Linked DNA regions of Mus musculus: regions 1 and 2 are each linked to region 3. Evidence: chromatin contacts called from public Hi-C and HiChIP or PLAC-seq data. All regions are on one chromosome and are shown on one strand. Each heading gives the region's core, a stretch centred on a gene start, on an enhancer-like site or on the middle of the called end of the contact. The rest is flanking DNA. Distances are from core to core; before and after follow the strand shown. Region 1 has its middle 6.1 kb from the start of Gm25622. Region 2 holds the start of Crip1 (cysteine-rich protein 1 (intestinal)). Region 3 holds the start of Zfp386 (zinc finger protein 386 (Kruppel-like)).

The links. A called contact is a pair of places that touch in the nucleus more often than the background predicts. HiChIP or PLAC-seq counts read pairs in DNA pulled down with a chosen protein or histone mark.
Region 1: a Hi-C map of B cells shows a contact between it and region 3, with 9 read pairs. The contact joins the enhancer-like site here to the promoter of Zfp386 in region 3. A contact is called at or near these places in 2 of 39 promoter capture datasets (embryonic stem cells and liver), 3 of 484 Hi-C or Micro-C datasets (B cells, the C2C12 cell line and Sertoli cells) and 1 of 115 datasets of contacts at active chromatin or transcription factors (astrocytes).
Region 2: a contact with region 3 is called in an H3K4me3 HiChIP or PLAC-seq map of bone marrow-derived macrophages, with 4 times the contacts expected there. The contact joins the promoter of Crip1 here to the promoter of Zfp386 in region 3. A contact is called at or near these places in 7 of 39 promoter capture datasets (cranial neural crest, frontonasal cranial neural crest, hippocampal neurons and 4 more), 1 of 484 Hi-C or Micro-C datasets (B cells) and 4 of 115 datasets of contacts at active chromatin or transcription factors (astrocytes, bone marrow-derived dendritic cells, bone marrow-derived macrophages and 1 more).

What each region holds. Positions count from the first base shown.
Region 1 is chr12:113,218,277-113,222,280 of GRCm38.p6, reverse strand. No RefSeq gene overlaps it. Among named protein-coding and RNA genes, the nearest start is that of Gm25622, 6.1 kb to the right of the region's middle. Within about 2 kb of position 1,565, at least 32 of the 459 cell types and tissues checked have an H3K27ac peak or open chromatin away from gene starts, as enhancers often do. A contact at or near this core is called in B cells, where this site is marked.
Region 2 is chr12:113,149,598-113,153,770 of GRCm38.p6, reverse strand. Crip1 (cysteine-rich protein 1 (intestinal)) reads right to left here and starts at 1,759. Exons shown (of 5, transcript NM_007763.3): 1 at 1,618-1,759; 2 at 396-490; 3 at 259-316; 4 at 107-153. The coding sequence starts at 1,657. The coding sequence ends at 113.
Region 3 is chr12:116,046,317-116,050,066 of GRCm38.p6, reverse strand. Zfp386 (zinc finger protein 386 (Kruppel-like)) reads right to left here and starts at 2,343. Exons shown (of 3, transcript NM_019565.4): 1 at 2,201-2,343. The coding sequence starts at 2,209.

The sequences.
Region 1 (4,004 bases), core at 316-2,815, 2.8 Mb after region 3:
AGGGGAACAGGAACTGCGACTGGAGAAGGTGCCCCCAGGAGCAGATCTCTGCTGCCACCATGTGGCCATTGGTGGTATTATCTTTGCAGCCCACAGGAAGCTCCTCTTACGCAGGCGCAGAGGGACTAAGGCACTGGTTCTCAACCTGTGTGTCAGGATCCCCGCTAAGGGGTCCGATGTCTTTTCCACACTAGTTGAAAGTCAGATGATTTGAAACAGTAAACAAATTACAGTTATGAGGTAGCAAAAAAAATAATTTTACGGTTGGGATGACAACATAAAGAGCTGTATTAAAAGGTCACAACGTAAGGAAGATTGAGAACCACTGAGCTAAAGCGACCAGGAGTACATGCCTGGGTTTTGATGATCAAGTTGAGAGTTCAGGCTTGTACTGCAGTTTGGGAGAGAAGGCTTATATTCTCCTCGTGGTTACCCCAAGACTCTGTACATATCTTGTGCACAATGTACCAGCAACAGGAAAAATAAAAAATTACATAAATAAATAAGCCCCAGTCTGGGCTCCTGGGCAGTCTACAGTCCCATATTCCACACAGATCCATGGACACGCCAGGAAACAAAGAGAATTAATAACTGAGGTAGGTGGGGAGAGGGCTAAGTGTCAACAGAATTAGGGGGTACCCAGGGCCACCAGCTCCAGCCGCCCCGCCCCCGACCTGCACTGTCCCTAATACCTGTTGGGTTCCTAGGGCCTAACGATACTTTGCAATCTGGTGTCTGGCACTGAGGAAGCACGGTTAGGCCAGTCGTGAGACTGGTCAGGGCTGTCACACTAGCTGGTTGCCTAAGCACCTGAGATACACCTGTGGCGTCTCCACAATGACCACAGCGTAGTGCTCAGGTGCCCCCTGGTGGACAGATGCACCACTGCATGCTGTGCCAAGCCAAGTTCAAAACCTGGCACCTACAGAAAACTACTACGATAGAAGCTTCTTAAAATATATACATATAGGGGGCTGGAGAGATGGCACAGTGGTTAAGAGCACTGACTGCTCTTCCAAAGATCCTGAGTTCAAATCCCAGCAACCACATGGTGGCTCACAACCATCCGTAATGAGATCTGACTCCCTCTTCTGGAGTGTCAGAAGACAGCTACAGTGTACTTACATATAATAAGTAAATAATTTTTTTAAAATATATATATATACATATGTGAAAGAAATCTAAATGGAGTCGCCAAATAACAGAAGAGACGAAGGCCCAACTAGACATCTCTGACCCTCCAGTGTGTGTGTGTGTGTGTGTGTGTGTGTGTGTGTGTGTGTGTGTGTGTGTGTGTGTGTTTAGACATTTATGTCTCTAATCCTCCTCCCCGCTGAGGCTCCAGCACTGTTCACATCACAAATGAGTCGGGCGTGGAGAGAAAACAACATTGGTAGAAATCCAGAGGTCATGTGATGGTGTTAAAGTCTCACTGTTGACCGGGATTCTCTGACTGACCAAATTGCAGTCACCAGGAGGGGCTCTGAGCTCAGAGCTCCACAGAGTCTACTATGACTACAAAGTTCCTCCCAGCCCTGTTCTAACCAGCATGGGCCTGAGGCCTGCAAGAGCAAGACTCTACTGGCCTCATGTGGCCTCTGGTAGAATTGCACTTACTGCCTACTCGAAACTCTCCTTAGAGCTCTTAGAGCAGGTTGGGGAAGGGCTGTTTTCTCAAGGCAGGTGGGGTCAGTAGCTCTTCCTCTAGTGTGGGAGACAGCGCATGCTCTGACTAGTCATACAGTTACGATGGGGAAGGGCATGTGTCCCATGTGTCTAAGGCTGCACTTGGTAGTGAAGGTAGGGGTGCAGGCTTACCCACCCAGGCTCATGTCCACCTCATGGTAATGCCCAGGCTCTGTGCATGCCATGTGTGTGCACAGTTACTGGCAGCAGGTTCCAAGGCCCAAGCCAGGCTCCTCAGCAGCCTAGACTCCACATCCCATGTGGACACACAGCCACACCCCACACTAAGAGAATTTATGACTGAAGTGAAGAGATGTTCGTGAAATTTGACAGAATTAAGGAATTCTGAGGGCCAGTGTCTCCAGCCAACCCCACCTACACTTCCCTGTGGGCTTTGAGTTTCTAAGGCATGGTGGGATACCCACTGTCTGACACTGAGGGAGTGTGGTCAGTCCCTGCCCTGGAACAGTGGAGTCAGATCACATTGGCAGGTCAACTAAGGACCACAATGCACAGTGCAGAGCTCATGTGCCCCCTGGTGGCTAGATGCACCACTGCAACCTCTGCTAAGCCAAGTTCAAAGAATTGGCCCCACCCAGCCGGGTAGACTCTCAGGCACAAGTGACAAACACGTACTCAGAGAGCATGTATATATGCCGCTGTGTGTGTAAGAGGCCAACACTGGTAGAAATAGAGATTGTGTGATGGTGTTACAGTCTCGCTATTGGCCAGGATTCTCTGGTGCCACACCACCCCCAGTTGGATCTGTGTGACAAGTTCCACAGACTGTGGCGATCGACCTCAAAAGGGGAAGACTTCCTGGAACCAACTATGGAACTCTTTGCCGGAGAAAAATTATTGAGCCATAGTTCTCATGGCAATCTATCTGTTTTGTTTTCTCTTATTCCTTTTCTTATTTACATGTTCCTGGAAGCCTAGGCCAAGATCTTAAGCGAGAATAATGGGTAAGAAACCATCCCTAGAGATGGGGCCACTAACATGACCTTATCCCCAGGGAAACCAACACTTTACTTTTTAAATCATTTATAAAACTATTATGATAAAAAACTTTCCCAACAATAAAATTTCATATGGTTACACGTGTGTCATCGGAGGTGGGTTTTGGTATATAGTAAAGAAAGCCTTAATTAGAAAGAATTAAAATGGTTTAAATTTATGCAATGAAGATTTATTTTAAAAATCAGACATTAGATGTTAAATAATAATTGACCATAAGTGGCTGGAGAGTTAGCTCAGCAGTTAAGAGCACTGACCATAAAGATTTATTAACCTGCTCTTGGAAGTATACCACTAGCCTTGGACGACTGCCCCACTGAATACATTCTTTTAGAATTGTTGTTATATTTTGATGATTTATATTAATAATGATGTTACTTGCTCTGTTTGTGATTCACTGAATACATAGTTTCAGAGTTGTAATGCTTGGATGATTTTTGTGCTTTACTGTGCCAAATGATTTTTGTGGGTATTTGTGATTGTTTCACTGGATACAGTTTCTAAGAGATGTGATGTTTGGAAGAAATGTGATGTTTGGTTTTTTAATGTATAAAATCCCCTGCTTGAGCCCAGAGGTGGTGGAGCACGCCTTTAATCCCAGCACTCAGGAGGCAGAGGCAGGCGGATTTCTGAGTTCGAACCCAGCCTGGTCTACAAAGTGAGTTCCAGGACAGTCAGGACTATACAGAGAAACCCTGTCTCAACAACAACAACAAAATCCTACTTGAGATCTGCAAAATACACTCAGATGCAAACTGCCTCTGTGTTTGTTTCTGTTTGTCACCACCGAATCCTTACCCACCTAGCTTCGAGGACCCTCATTCCAGGGACCCCCATACCCGACTGGGGTGGTCCATGGCACTCTGGTTGACCAGACTGTAGTCAGTCTGAGAGAGGGGCGCCACTGAGGTGTGTCGGGCCTGGGACGCTAGGAGTTGAGTCCGGACCAGATGAGAACTGACCCTAGTTGGGGGTTGTCTTAGTCAGGGTTTCTATTCCTGCACAAACATCACGACCAAGAAGCAAGCTGGGGAGGAAAGAGTTTATTCAGCTTACACTTCCACACTGCTGTTATCACCAAAGGAAGTCCAGACTGGAACTCAAGCAGGTCAGGAAGCAGGAGGTGATGCAGAGGCCATGGAGGGATATTCTTTACTGGCTTGCTTCCCCTGGCTTGCTCAGCCTGCTCTCCTATAGGACCCAAGACTACCAGCCCAGAGATGGTCCCACCCACAAGGACCCTTCCCCCTTGATCACTAATTGAGAAAATGCCTTACAGCTGGATCTCATGGAGGCATTTC
Region 2 (4,173 bases), core at 510-3,009, 2.9 Mb after region 3:
AAGAAAGAGAGACAAATGTGAGCGCAAAGTTTTGTTATTTACTCTATTAGGGATGACTCTGTCCTGTAAACTGGTGGACTGGGTGGGATTGGAGATGGGGCTATACCTCGGTCTACTTGAAAGTGTGGCTCTCAGCTCCACCTCGCCCAAAGCCTGCCAAAGATAAAAAGAGGATAAGATAAAAAATAAGGATACTGACATGTTGGGAAAGGAGGCCGGCACTGGGAGGCCCGTTAGGGAAGAAGTCCGGCAACATACCTTTGGGCCCAAACATGGCGGAGTAGCAGGGATGATTGCAGTAGGGCTTGCCTTCATGCTACAAGGAAAAGAACAGTAGGGTTTACCTTCACCCCAACTCCTATAGCTCCTCCCTCTGCCCCCTAACGGCCCCTTACCTCAGCATGACCCCCAGAGGTCAGTGTCTTTCCACATTTCTCACACTTCAGGCAGGGACGATGCCAGTCCTTGCCTAGTGAAGTCACTCGCTCAGCTGCAGAAGCACAGATCCACTGTGAGACACTGGAGTCCCTGCAACCCCTCTTCAGCTGCACAGACACCCACACTTCATTCTTTCAATGTGGCAGCCCACCCTGTGTCCCCAGAGACCACTGTGCTCCAGAGAGGGTTAGGGGCAACTATGGTGCTCTCAAGCCAATCCCACCTCACAAACCAGAAGGGTCACCTTTTTGGTGGGATATTTTCTTTTAGGTTGTTTTTTGTTTTTGTTTTGAGACAGGGTTTTCCTGTGTAGCCCTGGCTGTCCTGGAACTCACTCCGTAGATCAGGCTGATCTTGAACTCACAGAGATGCTCCTGTCTCTGCCTCCCCGGACTAAAGCACTGGGACTAAAGGCGTGGGCTACCTGGCCACCCACCCATCCCGGCTCATTGGTGGGACACTTTTAAGTGTCACCATAGGGATATGACCCCCGAGGGCTTGTAGAGCTGGAGAGGAGGAGGCCTTCAGACTTGAGAGTGGAGGAGAACAAGTCTGGAGGATCTAAGGTTAGGTAAACCCAGTTAAAGTCCTCTGACCTCTGCACTAAACCTGGGCACACCCTTCTCCTCAGCAGGGGCAAGGGGACCTCTTAGTCACGCACTATCTCATAGAAGCCCTAGGGCGCGCAAACAGCAAGAAAACGAGCACCCGAGATCGAACCCCCCGGACGTGGTTTTGGGCGTCTGTTTCTACTTAGCATTGGGAGGGGCCACCCTAGTCCCGCGTTCCTTCCTATCCAGCAGGGACCCCGCCCAAGGCGCACAGACAGAAGGCGGGAGAGACAGCAGGATCCAGAGGCCAGGGTCACAGAGAAGGGGAGACCCACAAGCATGGGAGTCACAGAGACCTGGAGACCCAGAGACAAGGAAGCCAGAAGACCGACCCAGAAACATAAGAGCGAGTAGGCACAGATGTCGGTTCTGTTTAACACCAAATTGTCCCACCCTCAAGCCGCGGGCAAGATCTATGGGTTCTATCCCAGGCGATGCCCTGGACTCTAGACAGCCAGGTCCACCTGAACAGCCCAATATTGTCCGCCTCTGGACCACGCTTCCGCGTACCGCCTGCAGTACGCCCGCGGGCATGTGGAGAGAGGTTGGGATACCCAAGCGTGCTCACCGAAATACACCTCCTTGTCGCACTTGGGGCACTTCGGCATGGCGGTACCTGGTCCTGCACAAGTGGCTGCAGCTAGAAGGAAGTAGGTTGCAGGCTCTGGACTGGGTGGCGCCCGCCTGGTCCGCGCTTTTCAGGGACCCCGTGGCCCTGCCCTTTAAGGCCCCGCCCCCGCCCCACCCCCTCAGTCCGGGACTTGGACCCCTGGGAACGCTGATCCAGGCCGACTGGCCAAGAATGGTCATCTGGTTCATACTCGCCTCCGGCAAGATAAACTGGCCAAGGGCCATGCAGGGGTGCGGAGTCTTCCCGGGACCCTCTAAGCCCAGCGGCTCCTGCGGACCCAGGCCCCGCCCCCTGCCTGGGGCAGGGCAAGTCTCCGGTCTTGAATAGGGGTCGTTGAGTCCTCCCCTCGAAGGACCAAGAGCTCTGTCTAGCCTAGCGTTTTTTGCACCTGCAACGGCTAGCTGGAGACCGGGTAAGCACAGGAAACTTCTAAAGTGCAGATAAAGTGGGACGTGGTGTGTTTGCTTGTCCTACTAAAACTGGTGAGGCCAATCTGGTCTCTAGGGTGAGACCCTGTTTCAAAACACACGTGCGCATGTGAACACACACACAAATAAAGCGCAGAGAGACACAAATTAGCATTCAAGGATTCTGCACATATTTTGATGCTTCTTCGGAAAGAGTTGAGGACATTCAGAGTCTCAGCCTTGTAGCCCAACTCCTTCCAGCCTTTCCCAGATCTAACCCACGCAGACGCCAGGAGGTCCACTCTGGCTAGCCGCATGTGAACACCCTGACCTTTGGCAGCTGACTGGACTGCAGCCACAACTTCACCGGGGAACTCAGAAGAGGGGACTCCCATCCAGAAAAGCCCATCCTGCCACAGGAACTACAGACTCTAAGCTTGAGGACCTAACAACCTGAGGTTGGAGACTAGAGGTCAAGACAAGGAATTCGGGTGAGGCCATGCCCAGGCTGTTTCCCTGGTGCCTCGAGGCACAATTGATGAGTAGTCCTTATCTCTGGGAGAAGTGCCCAGAGCTCAGCGGTCCAAGTCCACTGCCCAGCTAAGGAGGAGGCTGAGCCGTGGTTGGTACCAGGTAGAGAACAGACTAAGCCTACAGTAAATATGGAGGGCTGGGAGGTTTCTACTGGCCTGAGCTTCAGAGTAGTTTGTAGGCTTAGTGGGGGTTAGGGGTTGGGGCTCTCTGATCGTTGCCTAGCAAGCTGACGATGCAGTTGCTGATAGCCGGACATTAAGTTCTCACTGTTCAGCCCTGACTGACACTCCTGTCCACACCCACCCATTTATCTGTCTCCAGACCTAGCTCTGGGCAAGGATCAGTCAGGGGTATTTCCATCTCCCTGGCCACTGCTGGGGTAGGGAGTCAGAACTCTCAGATGGGATTAGTGTTGCACCATGGGTCAGGGACTACCCACAGTTGCAAACGCAGCCCCTCTGGAACACTACCTTCCTCCTAGGGACCCTAACCTGAGGGTACAGCTCTGTCCCAAACTGGAGCTCCACAAATGCCCAGCTCTACAAAGACATTCTGAAGCTCTTCACTACCAGCTGGGGGCTCCAGAGCAGGGGTGAACACAAGCCCTACAAGGATAGACTTCCATCTTCTAGCCTATCATTACCTAAGACCCACCTAGAGGCCTGGATTGGCATCCCTGAGTGGTTTCTGGACTTAAGGCTGACTTTGCTCCCCCATCCACACCCCCAGGCCATTTCTTGTAATCTTTCAGTCTTTCTGTTAAAAAAAAAAAAAGGACATATTTCTATAGCTCCTGACTTAGTCTACAAAGGAGAGGGGAGGGGGAGAAGCATCCTATGGGCAGAGGTTCCGGAAGGGGAGATCTGAGCAAAGCCCTTGGTGATATAAGGAGAGGCCAGAGAAGTCCAGGACCATCCGGAAGGGTGGTGTCCCTACCAACACAGATCCCTGGGGCCTGACCACACACAAAGCACACTACCTCACTGTCCGTGGAAGAAGCCAACTGCTGCCTGCCAGGGGTGTGCACTGGGTGGAGGCACAAGGCACCTGGCAGACTGCTTCCTCTCTTCTCTGGGGTGTGTGTGTGTGTGTGTGTGTGTGTGTGTGTGTGTGTGTGTGTGTGTGTGTGTAGCAGAGGCTGAATGCTCGGATGCACATGCATATGCTAGGACCTGCAGGCATACCTGTGGGATGCATATCCTTTGGGGTGGCTCAACCTCCTGTGAGTGGTCTCTCTCTCAAAGCAAATAGCTATGTTTCTACGTATCTGCACTCAGGGATCTTGTTTTGGTTTGGTTTGGTTTGGTTTTTCCTGACAGGTTTCACTGTGTAGCCCTGGCTGTCTTGGAACTCACTCTGTAGACCAGGCTGGCCTCAAACTCAGGGACCCACCTGCCTCTCATTCCTAAGTGCTGGGATTAAAGGTGTATGCCACCACTACCTAGCTAACTTCCTACCTCTCACCCAAGAGACATGTGCTAAGTAAGGCAGGTGGGTCAATAACCCGGTCCACGTTCCTTCCATCCATTGCCCCTCCCAGAGATAGGTCCTC
Region 3 (3,750 bases), core at 1,094-3,593:
TATTGTTCCTAGAAGGAGCCTATGTGCATAGTGAAGGATCCAAGTTAACACCTTCCATTGGACTATATCCTGAACGTCGAGGCTCTGGGAGAAGGGGCAACTGAACGCATGTTACATCTTCTGGCTTAGATGGATGGGCAAGGTTTCTAAGGGCTACAACAGCACCACCTGCTGTTTACTCCAAGAAGAAGTTTTGCAGCACATCCTACCAGTGGCTACCTAACACGATGGATTCTAAGAACTTGGATTAGTGATTCAATACACAGGGAACAGGTGCCAGGCCAGCATTACGAATAAGTGTCCCATGAACCACAGAATCAACTGATCAGAGCTCACAGGGGCTCACAAAGACTGAAGTGACCATCAGGGAGCCTATAAAGGTCTGACCTAGGTCCTCTGCATATCTGTTATGATTGTGTAGCTTGCTGTTCTTGTAGAACTCCTAACAGTGGGAGCAGGGCCTGTCTCTGACTCTTCTGGGACCCCTTTCCCCCTACTGGGTTGCCCTCATCCAGCGCTGACATGTGCCTAGTCTTACTGTAACTTATTATGCTGTGTTCAGCTGATATTCCTGGGAGGCCTGCTCTTTTCTCAAGGGATGAGTGGATCTGGGAGAAAGGGAAAGTGGGGGTGGGCTGGGAGGAGGGAGGGAGGGGAACTGCAGATGGCATGTAATATGAGAGGAGAATTTAGAAAAAGAAGTACTCTGTAAACATCGGGTGTGTTTGAAAGGAAAGCTGGGCACAGAACTGTTTAAACTACAAATGCAGTGCAGCTATTTTTGAAAGCACGAAGCAGAATGACCATATAACCTAGCAGACACTAAGGGATTGAAGTCACAGTGTTGAAAAAAATGGCTACTCCACCATGTTGACTTCAATACTGTTCTTGGTCACCAAGACATGCATACAACAAACAAAAGGGCTTCTAAGGTCAGAGTCTACGAGCCTGAGGGCATCCAGCTGCTCCCTCACTGCACCTCGAAGCTCAGGCTGTTGTCTAAGGAGTGGGCACAGAGGTCAATGTGTGCTAGATAATAAGCACACAGCAGTTGTGGACACAAGGTGCCAGGCCCAAGTGCAGGAAATCACTAAAGCTGAGGGTGGGGGTCACGAAAGGGGAAAAACTCAACCGAAAAACATTGTGGGAAGGTATCTGTGGCTTAGAAGGCGAAAGGAGGAGCGTACAAAAACCAAATCAAAAGACTTAAACAAACAACCAGCCTGGGTGTTGAAAGGGTGAACTGTTAAGAAGCAAAAGACGCAAAATTTCTACAAAATGGTATTCTGAGGATATCTCACATGTATGACAGCAAATGTGATTAAATGCGCAGACCTGCAAAAGACTGGACCTAACAATACTTCCTTGTCCTCACCCCTCCCTGAGGATTTGTGGGCAGTGAACAGTTGGTAAGTGGTTGAGAGATATTTTCTAGTGTCCTGTTGCCACTAATTATATGCCCGGGCTCCTGTAATTAATCCCTCGGTAAATAACCCTAACGAAGTTCCTTGGCTTACCAAACGATAGACTTTTGTCTATCCTAGAGCAGCTAGGAAAGAAGGGAGTTATCGTGGGAGAGGGACAGGAAAGAAACAATGGAGGATATGTTCAAAATACATATGCATGTGTGAAAATGCCATAATGAAACTCATTAGGATGTATAATTAATATATACTGATACAAAAACTTAAAGAAAGCCAACGATAAAGCGCCATTCATTAAATCTTTAGAAAAACGATGTCAAAAGCCATCTGATTGAAATACATCACGGTAACCCATCAGTTGATATTGATTGGGAATGGCACACAGAGTTGCAGGGTGGGGAAAGAGTTTCGGATCTGACCTATTTCTGGTACATCCACCAGGCGCAAGGGGGAAACGGGAAAACTCTGGGAGGCGAGCGGGAGCCCCGCTGCTGTCCCGCAGGAACCTCCGCCACGGAGACTGGATTATCTGATGCTCCTTCAGGCCATCTCCCGCAGTCTGCTGGCTGCAGACACAGAGGCCGCTGCAAGGCAAAGGCCTGGTAGCAAAATCAGTGTTTGCTCTGCTCCTCCCTTCCGGGGCACCCGAGGACGCCAGGTCCGTGCAGCCGCCCAACTCCGCCCTAGGCCGAGCCGACCAGGCCCGCCCGGCGCCCCCTCGGAGCGCAGACTCCCGCCTACTCAACCCTCCGCGCAGCCTCGCGACCATTGCTCACCATCTCCATGGCTCTCCTGCATCTCCAGCACCCGTGATTTCGTAAGGGCCACCGGGGCTTCCAAAAGCTGGAAAACACGCTCACATTTTCCAACACAAAGGTCGCGTACGGGATGTGGACTCGCGATATTGTCAAGGCTCTGTGAACTTGATTGGCGGGTTCTCAGCCAATACTTTTCCAGCAAAGTGACTGCCATCACTCCCGCCCCGCCCTCCTGATCTTGATTGACATCAGATAGCACCAACCCACGGCCGAATGAGGTCCGAAAGGCAAGTTCTAGGATGAACCTGTTTTTGAGGCGGGCTTCGACGGATTTAGTTTCCAGGGCGACCTGTGGCTTTTCCTTCTTCGTTATGCCTTGCGACTCATCACTTGTACTTGTGTAATCATATGGTCCACAAGTCAGGGAACATAACGACAATTAATTTTATATTTCCTAGACCATGTTTGGACTCGGATCTCCTTCCTGGGTTTTGAGATAGGAAGCATTCCCAAGTCAGCAGTGTCCAGTACAAATGAGAGGTTCAGTTTAAACTATTCTAGTGTTCATTTTAAGAAATTTAAAGAGCGGTGTGTGCTAGAGCACGCTTCATATCCGAGTGCTGAACAGGCATTAACATGTTCAGGGGCCAGTGAGGATGTACCCTTCCCTCATAATCAGCTTGAAAGGAGACCCTTCTTTCCCTGGTAGCACTAATTTTTTTAGAAAAGGAAGCATCAAACGGATGTTACAAATGGCTTGGGATATCAGGATTGTACCTAATATGATGCTAGTAGAAAAGGGAAAAATTCTTGTGTTATGCTTGCTTAAAGATTTTATTTCATATAATACAGTTTCTAATGTGACAGTTATCAAGGGCCCTTCAAGATTAATGACACTTGCTAATATATTAGTGGAGAATTTAGTAATTGATGATCCAATTATGGACTATGGCTAGAAGGATGGTTTAGAAGATAGAAAGGGTTGATGTCTTTGGTCCTAAATTCTCTTGTAATTATAATGGAAATATTAACTGCAGTAGGATGCTGCTTGCTTGCTTGTTTTCTTCCTTCCTTTCTTTTGTCAGTGACCTTTTAAATTTTTTTTAAGATTTGTTCTTATTTTGTTTATTCTTTATTCTTCTATCATATATTTTACATCCCCATGGTAGTCCTCCCCCCAACTTCCCTTCTCCCCCATATCCAACTAGCCTCCTCCCCTCAGGGAAGAGCAGACCTCCCAGGGACCAAACACTGCATACAAGCTACAATAAGACTTCACTCACATCAAGGCTGTATGAGGCAATCCAGTAGGATGGAAAGGGTCCCACAGGTAGACAACAGTATCAGTGACAACTCCTGTTCTCACTGTTAGGAATTCCACAAGAGACCAAGCTACTCAACAATAACTGATATGCAGAAGACCTAGGTCAGATCCCTACATGCTCTCTGATCTCTGAGAGCCTCGACGAGCTCCAGTCAGTTGATTCTGTGGGCCATGTTCCTGTGGTATCCCTGATCCCTCTGGTTCCTCCGATCCTTCTTCCTCTTCCTCCACCTCCTCCCACAGC